Linked DNA regions of Mus musculus: regions 1 and 2 are each linked to region 3. A link is a contact called in public ChIA-PET and Micro-C data. All regions are on one chromosome and are shown on one strand. Each heading gives the region's core, a stretch centred on a gene start, on an enhancer-like site or on the middle of the called end of the contact. The rest is flanking DNA. Distances are from core to core; before and after follow the strand shown. Region 1 holds the start of Lime1 (Lck interacting transmembrane adaptor 1). Region 2 holds the start of Tpd52l2 (tumor protein D52-like 2). Region 3 holds the start of Polr3k (polymerase (RNA) III (DNA directed) polypeptide K).

What was found. Hi-C and Micro-C count contacts between places; a contact is called where the count stands out from the background. ChIA-PET counts read pairs in DNA pulled down with a chosen protein or histone mark.
Region 1: an RNA polymerase II ChIA-PET map of memory CD8 T cells shows a contact between it and region 3, with 7 read pairs. The contact joins the promoter of Lime1 here to the promoter of Polr3k in region 3. A contact is called at or near these places in 2 of 39 promoter capture datasets (the 3T3-L1 cell line and pre-B cells), 1 of 15 datasets of contacts at CTCF or cohesin (the NIH/3T3 cell line), 1 of 484 Hi-C or Micro-C datasets (CD4 T cells), 1 of 115 datasets of contacts at active chromatin or transcription factors (memory CD8 T cells) and 1 of 9 other capture datasets (embryonic stem cells).
Region 2: a Micro-C map of embryonic stem cells shows a contact between it and region 3, with 7 times the contacts expected there. The contact joins the promoter of Tpd52l2 here to the promoter of Polr3k in region 3. A contact is called at or near these places in 1 of 39 promoter capture datasets (pre-B cells), 2 of 484 Hi-C or Micro-C datasets (the G1E-ER4 cell line and embryonic stem cells) and 2 of 115 datasets of contacts at active chromatin or transcription factors (large pre-B cells and memory CD8 T cells).

What each region holds. Positions count from the first base shown.
Region 1 is chr2:181,379,552-181,382,652 of GRCm38.p6, reverse strand. Lime1 (Lck interacting transmembrane adaptor 1) reads right to left here and starts at 1,418. Exons shown (of 5, transcript NM_023684.2): 1 at 339-1,418; 2 at 109-166; 3 at 1-37. The coding sequence starts at 436. Zgpat (zinc finger, CCCH-type with G patch domain) reads right to left here. Exons shown (of 6, transcript NM_001048148.1): 4 at 2,964-3,083; 5 at 2,474-2,879; 6 at 1,860-2,278. The coding sequence ends at 2,140. It also overlaps a transcript of Zbtb46 not described here.
Region 2 is chr2:181,495,331-181,498,454 of GRCm38.p6, reverse strand. Tpd52l2 (tumor protein D52-like 2) reads right to left here and starts at 1,313. Exons shown (of 9, transcript NM_001373959.1): 1 at 1,123-1,313. The coding sequence starts at 1,141.
Region 3 is chr2:181,862,832-181,866,080 of GRCm38.p6, reverse strand. Polr3k (polymerase (RNA) III (DNA directed) polypeptide K) reads right to left here and starts at 1,721. Exons shown (of 3, transcript NM_025901.3): 1 at 1,512-1,721; 2 at 48-135. The coding sequence starts at 1,622.

The DNA of each region.
Region 1 (3,101 bases), core at 169-2,668, 480 kb after region 3:
TGCTGAGGGAGCAGAGGTGGGTCTGTCTCAGCAGTGGCTAGGGAGCAAGGAAGGCTGGTTGATTCCCTGCTGTCTTCACCCTGGCCCCTGGGACAGTCTGGCACTCACCATTTCCACTGGTACCAAACTGTCCTGCAGCCCAGTTTGCTGCCTCTGAGCTCTCTTCCTGGGGGCAAGAGTGTTGTTAGTCTAGTAGGCAGAGGAAGGTGCACAGGTAGTCAGATGCTGGCCCAGGCTCAGTGTGGAAGCACATATAGAGCCGTCATATGGACTTCTCTATCGTGACTTCTGGCTCTGAACCATGCAGGGTGAGGGCAGACAGAATCCCAGGCACATACCTGTGGCAGGCTGTGCACAGTGCCCATAGCCAAAGGAGCAGGGAGAAGCAGCCCAGGACCCAGAGAGCTAGTGGGGCTGAAGGCACTGGTGGCCTCATCCTGTGAAACAGGGAAGAGAGCCCTGGGGACAGAAGAGATGAGCACTGGGGGCTGGCTGCGAGAGCAGTGTACAGCTGCAGCCTACTTGCAGATCTTGCCCACTAGTGGGTTCCTTCTCCCTGGTTGACTCAGCACACCGGAAACCCCCAAGCCTTGCATTTTTGCCGTGCTCTAGGGGGACCCACCTTTCCCTCTCTAGCTAGGGTTCCTGGTAAGAAGTGCTCTGCCTATCCCTGTTAGTTATCAGGAATGGAGATGGAGATAGAGGAGCATGGCCAGGGTAGCTATGACCTCAACTGAACAAGGGTGTATAACTGGAGCTCAAGCCCATCACCTGGGGAATCTCTGACTTCACTCTGACTCTGAGCCACAGACCACAGGTCTCACCTCCGGCCACCAATGCCCACAGAGTGACCCCTGTGTCAGGCAATCTTCCTAGACTACTCACTACAGAAAGGGTGGGTGGGGGAGGTGTGTGTCAATGAACAGGAGGAGCTGCTATGAGGGCCACGTACTCCCACCCTACTCCACACTTCCCGGGGCTCTGGGGCTTCCCTGGAGTTACCCTTTGCAGAGCTGATTAGGGTCTCACCCAGACGTTAAAGGTAAGTAAAATTGGGGTGAACAACAGCCTTCTGAGGTGAGGGCCTGTCTGTTCAGGCTTGGAGTGTAGGCTTCTTTCACTGAGTGGGCCCAAGCTGACTAACCTGGCTACAGCCAAGTTATCAATGGCCTAACCAGGCAGGGACTAACCCTCCCAGACCCCAGAGCATGGAGAGGCTTGGGGGCTGGCCCAGGATAAAGGGTGAGGGAGCACTTACCGAGGCCACCGGGGATTTGCTGCTTGGCCCTGTCTAGGACAGCCAGGAAGATCTTTGTGGGCTGCTGGTGACGCCTCACCTCACTTCCTGTGTTTCTCAGAGCACCTCCCAGCAGCCACACAGCTCTTGCGCAGTTGCTCCCACAGTCTCTGCTCTCCTCACACCTCATCATGGCTAATGCTATCACTAGGCAATTACCACAAAGACCAGCACAGTCCCCTCCACCCCAATGAGGCAGATACCCATTAATGAGGTGAACAAAGCAGGTGAACTGGATGGATTATCGTGGCAGCCAAAAACCAGAAATGAACCCCAAACCCACCCAAGCCAGGTCTGCCTGCTTTTCTCACTGACTGTATTCCTAAGGTGTTTCCATCTCACACACCCTACCTGCTTGTGAGTACTGGGACTGAAGAGCCACCTTAGGTTCTTACCCACTTGGTCAGAGAAGGGAAAAGGGAGAATGTTTTTCTCTTGGACTCTTGGACCCTAGACAGAGGCAGTGGCCTCATTTGGTACTCCCACTGCCCACCTGTCTACTCCCAGGACCTACACAGATCCCTGTGTCCCCAGAAATCCTGAAGCCAGCTGAGTCTCCACTGAGAGAATTGTGATGAAATCACTTTAATGTCCTAAGGAGACACCCCAAGACACTGGTAGGTGGGCTTGGTGGGCAGATAAGTGTTCAAAATCAGCCCTGATGTCCCACCTCTACTCAGCAGTGTTCACACTCTAGGCTGACAAGGCTAATTAAGGGGCATCCTAAGAAGGGGCTGGTTCCTCTTCCAGGTGCTGTTTAGGCATCAGGGTGACAGCTGTCTTTCTGCCAAGGCAGTTTGGAGCTGGGTCCCAGGGCTCTATCCACAATACAGGCAGGGCCGCTAGAACTCTGTCATCTTCCTGTGAGTGTCTGCCTTCCGCTGTTTCCTCTGTAGGTCAGCCTCCTGAGCACGCAGCTGACCCAGCTGCCGCTGGGCTCCCTCCAGCTTCTCCTGCAGATGGGCTGTCGTCATATTGTGCCTAGGGAGAGCCTGCTGGTCAGCATTGCCTCCTGGCTCCCCACTTCCAAGCCCTCAGCTGCTATAGCCAATGCCTGTCCTCTAATATCTAGACCACCTCAGACTCAGCTGCTACTCAGGTCAGGTAACCTTTAGCAGGTATCCTCTGGGCATAGCCACTGGAGCCCATACTGCCTCAGCTGGATCCCACACATACCGGCCAGTGTTCCGGGTTAGGGCCTCCTGGATGCCCCGGATGTCCCGTTGGGTCCGCTCAATCTTCTCCTCAGTCTGGAAGAGCTGCAGGCTCAAAGCCTGCTTGGCGCTCTTGCTGGCGTGATACATGTCTTTGTTCCTTCTCTCTGGGGTATCCACCCCAGCATCTGGGGTCCCAGGAACCTGGCTTTGCAGTTTTTCATTCAAAAAGTCAAACACATTCCGGGGGGGTGGGCGGCCCTCAGGTCTACTACCACTCCTCCGGCATTTTGGAGGCCTGTTGGACCCAGCCTGGCCTCGCTTTGTCTTCTTCTGCAGTATCTCTGCACACTGGTCCAGTGATTTCCCTCTAGGCAACACTACAGCATGGATGGGCTCCACCCGGCCTTCTGCATGCCGGCCCAAACCTGAGAAAGACAGAGGCTGTGCTACCTGCTAGACCTTGAGCTGTGTTAAGGACTCCCTCTCAACTCAGGGCAGCAGGCACTCACCCTTGCCAAACTCATAGCCCATCTTGACGAGGAGTTTGGAGCCAATGCCCCGTGTGTGTACCTCCCAGCCAGCAAAGGCAGAACTGCAGGTCCCAGTGTCCACCGTGCTTGGTTCCACCACTGCAGGAGACAGAGGAT
Region 2 (3,124 bases), core at 64-2,563, 370 kb after region 3:
ACTAAAGTAGACTTTGGTGGTATCTGTACCTTTGGTCTGTTCTGAGTTCCCTAGCTGGGATGAGTAGATAGATGTGTGATGCATCTTCCAGGAAAGGTTTTTTTTTTTGGGGGGGGGGTTGTTTTTGTTTTTCGAGACAGGGTTTCTCTGTATAGTCTTGGCTGTCCTGGAACTCACTTTGTAGACCAGGCTGGTCTCCAACTCAAAAATCTGCCTGTCTCTGCCTCCCAAGTGCTGGGATTAAAGGCGTGTGCCACCACACCTGGCTTCCCAGGAAACATTTTGTCACACAACAATGACTGAGTCACATCCTTAGCAGTGTCATTCCAGGGACCAGAATCTACTACTTAAAGATGAAAATAAAACAGTAGATAGCCTTCTGAATTTGCAAATTCCCTTCACAGTAGAAAAAAAAATCCAGAATGTATAAAAACCCAAAATTCTAATGCTTAGGTAATGTGTTAGTGCAAGCCAAACAGTAGAAAGGTTTTTTTTTAATTTAGCCAGTGTAGTTAAGTAAGCATCCCCAGTGTACCACCTTCTCAAGATTTTAATCTCCTGAGCCTGAACCACACTTCTCCGTAGCAACTCCTTACTGGCCTCAGGTGTCTGTTTTGGCAACAGATCTGGTGTTCTGGGTGTGCCCCTGACTCACTCAACCCTTCTCCCTTGAGAATCTCTAAGTAGGCTACAGTGGCGTTACCACCCAAGAGGCGCTGCTCCAAACACAAGGATAGTTGCACCGCCCCTTCCCCGTAGGGAGCCGCCCACAACGTCTCCGCAGGAGCCTAGCACCAGATGTGGTATCCCCTACGGCCCAACGAAAGATAAAGAGCTGCAGAGCCAGCGAGAGGACAGAGGGTGAAGCGCATTAAGGAGAAATGTCTGGAGTTATGAAACTCTAGGAACTGAGAGGGAGCCGAGGAACGCCGCTTCGCAGTGCTCCGAAGGGAGGCCGAGGCGCCAGGGCACACACAGCAAGACCATCGGGAGCCTTGAGGTCAAGGGCCTCTTGGCCGAAGAGAAACAGCGGATTGGTTTGGCAGAGGCTGAGGGGGGGCCGAGTCGCGACTCGGAGGGCGGGAATGCGGCACAGCCCCTGCCCATCCACGGTGCGGGTACCTTGGCTAGCAGAGTCCATGTTCAGGCGGCAGCTGGGTGTAGCTGGCGTCGGTGCTGGGATCGCAGGTCCTACAGGAGCCCAGCCCCGAGGACTGCAAGCTGGCAGCTTCGTACACACGAGCCAGTGGAACTGTAGGGCCGCAGTCGCTTACGTAATCAGCGACGCGCCGCCTTCCTTCCGCTCGGGTTCGTACTCCGCCTTCTTCCCGCCCTCGGTGAAGTAGTGTCCAATAAGAACGTCTTCTGGCCCCACCTAAGACAAATCTTTCAATTTGATAGGTCAGACTGCAGCGAAGCAGGAAGCAATGCTTCTAGTCTGGTTCCACAGTAAGATTCTAGGGTGAAAAAGGGCAGAACAGCTGAAGCTCGAGGCATGGGTGGTTCGGATTGTGTTGCAGTTCGCCGACTTCCCACCTTTAACCTCGGCTGCCCACAAGACTTCTGACTTTGCACCTCGACAGGTCAAACTCAGGCCTATGTACTCCCCAGTCCCCTGTCAACCTCTCCCCACCCCCTGTAAATTCTTTTGGTTTTTGAGTCAGGTTGCTTGCAGCAAAGGACGACCTTGAATTTACTGTGATCTTCCTGCGTCCACCTACCTAGAGCTAGAATTACAGGAGCAAACCATCACAGCTGATTTATACCGTATTGGGGATCGAGAATTCAGAGCTTAATGCATACTGGGCAAACATTGTACCAATTAACTTGCTTTTGCAACCTCTTTATGGAGACTTTTTATTGTCTAGGGAGTGCACTAAAAGTGTAGAGAGCGCGATTCGTCTTCTTGCCCTGCAGGTGCCGCTGTCTCCAGCTGGATTCCCACACTAGTAGGCCAGCTGTTTGGGGGCTGCTGGGCGGCTTGTATTCTGGTACTGGAAGAGTTCACACAGCACTGAACACCTCAGGGACCTGTTGGACCCTCCAAATAACTGAAGCCCAGCCCAGTGTAAGCACTCCGGTATTTTCTCACTTTCTTTTCACAGCATCAGGTGAGCCAGCACTGGCGCCCCCTCCCAGTTTACAGATGAGCAAACTGAGGCTAAAGTAAATTTCCAAAGATCACTCCAGAGCTTTGAGGTTCTTTTTTTTTTTTTTGATTTATTTATTTATTATATGTAAGTACACTGTAGCTGTCTTCAGACACGCCAGAAGAGGGCGTCAGATCTCGTGATCAGATGGTTGTGAGCCACCATGTGGTTGCTGGGATTTGAACTCCTGACCTTCGGAAGAGCAGTCGGGTGCTCTTACCCACTGAGCCATCTCACCAGCCCCGAGCTTTGAGGTTCTTATGGTTTTAGTGTGTCAACACTGACAGGAGAACAAGAGTGCCCCCCCGCCCCATTCCAAATGAGGAAGTCGTGACCATTGGGCAACTCTCTGCTAAAAGCAAGCCTTCCAATTTCTTTTGGCCCTTAATATTTTTCAGAAGAAAAAAAATCCTTAAAACAATATTCCCCCTCTTTCAGAATTGTCCCACCTACAAGATTGAATTTTCAGGGCTGGTTAGATGGCTCAGTAGTTAAGAGCATTGACCACTCTTCCTGAGTCCAATTCCCAGCAATCACTTGGTGGCTTACAACCATCTGTAATGGGATCTGATGCCCTCTTTTGGAGTGTCTGAAGACAGCTACAGTGTACTCATATACATAAAAAAGGTTGAATTTCCCTCTCCAGCTAGGCCCCAGTGAGTACTAGTTCCTAGATGCTTCCCACTACCTGTTCCTTCTCTGGCTCTTCTCCCTGCACGTGTCTTCTTGCACAGGACTAGGTGCTTCATTGAATGTGACAGTATCCTGTTCAAGGCTGTCCACTAATATATCTTCTCCATTTACCATTTTGCTTAACCCAGCCTGGTCAGCCCCTGCCCACAGGGCTGGAAACCACAAGAGCATTAGTCCCTTCTTCATGTAGTGAGTGACCACAGTACAGACAGTGGAAAGCTGAACATCTGACATTCATTTTGCATTCTTGAGCCATGAACAAGACCCAGACCTAGCTTAGG
Region 3 (3,249 bases), core at 472-2,971:
TAATAAGCAGGGTTGAGTCCCTAGCTCTGTTATGGGAAAATCCTCACCTGCAGTAGAGTCCACATTCTCCCATGCAGCTGCTCCACCAAGCACGTCGTCCACTTCTTTTAGCTTTGGATACTTTCGGTTTGTTACCTAATAGAAACAAGACATCAGATTTGAAGTAATTGTACAGTTTTACAAGTGGGCCACCAAACTACAATCTCCCTCCAGCATTCCCTCTACAAAATTTATCTTCTTCAAAGAGCAGTGTGAGTCACTGAAATGTAGGGGTCTTGTGACTGGGATGTCCCCCAAAACAGCACAGAGGTTCAATGTCAAAGGTCTCTAGAAACAGAAGGAAACACCAGACAGAGCAGGAAGAAAAATCAGCCTAGTAAAACCTCACTCTTCTCTCATACCCCTCAGACACCTAATAATCCAACAGGAGTGACAGACATTTAACTGGGTATACCAGCACTCCCCAGGTCATTTTGGCTGCTTTCCTAAGTTTATCAGGCATCCTTCTAATTTCGAAATTATGTCACAACTCATCTTACCACAAATCCAGACTCTAAACTCCTACCATACAGCTCTAATGAGCAAACATTAAGAATGAGATGTCACCAAGGCCCAGTGGTGCACACCTGCAGTCACTGAGGTAAGGAGGAACAAAACAAGAGTTGAAGGGTACACAAAACACCAAGGGCTAGAAATACAGCTTTCTGGGCTCCAACACAAGCACCACACACACAAAATAGCAACAAGGATATAAAATATTAGAAGGCAATGCATTCTGTGAAAAATATAAAAGGAATGTGGATAAACTGAAAGTGCTGGGGTTTGGTTTGTTTCCTGTGCCTGTGCGTGCGTGTGTGTGCGTGTCTATGTGCTATGCAGCCCAGGTGAGCCTTGAACCTATTCTCCTGCCGCAGCCTCTCCAAGTGCTAAAATTATAGACATGCACAAACAGCCAGAAGGGCAGGAATCTAAATAAGGTAGCCATTATTTTAAAAGAGGAGAGGGAGAGAGAAAGGAAGAGGGAAACAGAGACGCATACATGCACACATACACGGGGGTAGGGGGTAAGGCGGAGAATGAATAAGTGTGATATGTGCCTGTGTAAGAATGACTCGGGCAAAAGGAAGGACCTAACAGTACTGCGTACATGGTGAAGATTCTCTAGAATAACGACAGGGGCTGGGAGCAAAAGAGCCACAAGAAGAACCCAAGGATTTCAAATCAGAGGCGAGGCGCGGACTGGTACGCCAAGGACAGCACGAGGGGAGTGTAGGTTTAAAAGGTATGAACTAAAATTCTCACAATTTTCGGAGTATCACAAAGTGGGCAACGGAGAGCTAGAGGGGGGTGGGGGGGCTTCGACGTGGCCGGAGCGACGCCACTGGAGCAGCGACTGCTGGACTTGGGGTACCACCGCAGCGAGAGCACAAAAGCCTGCAGGAAGGTCTGAGCGCGCCGACGCTTGCTGTGCCTCCCAGAAAGCAGAGAAGGCACCCGTCTGTGGAACTTACCTTACGGGTGATATTATGGACGTAGGGGCAAGTGTTGCAGGCGAAGCGATGGCAACGCTGCCCCTCCTCCACAATGAGTCCGTTCCCGCAGCCCGGGCAGAACAACAGCATACTGCCAGCTTCCACACCTCGCTTCTGTCTGGCGCTTCCGTGGTGCAGGCGCCCAATCAAAAGCCGTCTCACTTGCTCCGTAACTGGCAACCCGGGATCCTCAAGACGTTCCCAGTAGGCACTGCGGCGGGCAGCCTCGCACACTCCATTGGTCACCGCAGATAATCCTTTCCCATCCAGCCAATAGCATGCTGCCTGCACGCCCAGCCCTGTCGTTTCTGCGCGTGTGCACACGTCTCCCTAGCTGAAACGCCAAGAGGACTGGACCGATAATGCTGGCACCACCAGAGTACCCAGGTGAGAGGTTCTGGGTGATGAGGAGACACTTGCCGCACTCCGAGCCATGGACGTGTTACAGGAGGATCATGCTGCTCCGCAATATTCTCATCCGGAACGGACAGAAAATAACCAAATGTCCCAGGAACACTGTCCCCATTGTTAATACTACGTCTCAACTGCTGTCTGACTGACGTACGATATCCTATCTGGACCTGCCATTCCTCCATCTGGCCATTTCTTCACCTAGTTTCATTCTGCCCTTTCACTTACACAGCTAGACTCAACCCTGCAGGTAACAAATACCAGCAGCTCCTTTTCACAGACGTCCAGCTGACTCTTTTATCTCATTTCCTATAGACATTTATATTTCCCAGCTCTGGCTTCTCAGATTTCTTTGAAACTCCTTGCCTCTTTAATCCTCTGCAGTCATTCTGCAACATGCACATGTATGTGTGTGTTGTTTTCTGTTTGCTTTAACTATACACAAACTAAATATCCAGGGAGAGGAACCCCAATTGTGAAAATGTCACCATAAATTGACCAGTAAATAAGTCTCTGGGGGCATTTTCTTGAGTTAAAATTGGTAGGAGAGGGTCTAGCCCATTGGGGGCGGTGTCACCACCAAGCCAGTGGTCCTGGGTGATATAAGAAAGCAGAATGATGGGGCTGAAGAGATAGTTCAGCTGTTGCTTGTTCTTATAGTGAACACTGGTTTAATTCCCAGCACCAATATGGTAGCTCACAAACGTCCATAACCTCCAGTTCCTGAGAATCCAATGCCCTCTTCTGACCTCCGTAGGCACCAAGCACGTCTTTGGTGCACGAACAAGCATTCAAAAAAAAAAAAAAACAAACAAACAAAAACCCTCATACACTTAAGTAAGTCTAAGAACAAAATGGAGAGAGAGAAAAAAGCAATCTGAGAATCTGAGTAAATCATGAGGAGCAAACCAGTAAGCAGCATCCCACCATGGTAATGGCTTCTGTTTCTGCAGCAAGTTCCTGCATTGACTCCCCTAAACAATGGACTCTTGACATGTAAGCCAAATATTTATGGCTAGTTTTGTGTCAACCTGACACAGCTGGAGTTATCACAGAAAAAGGAGCTTCAGTTGGGGAAATGCCTCCATGAGATCCAACTGTAAGGCATTTTCTCAATTAGTGATCAAGGGGGAAAGGCCCCTTGTGGGTGGGACCATCTCTGGGCTGGTAGTCTTGGTTCTATAAGAGAGCAGGCTGAGCAAGCCAGGGGAAGCAAGCCAGTAAAGAGCATCCCTCCATGGCTTCTGCATCAGCTCCTGCTTCCTGACCTGCTTGAGTTCCAGTCCTGACTTCCTTGGTGATGAAC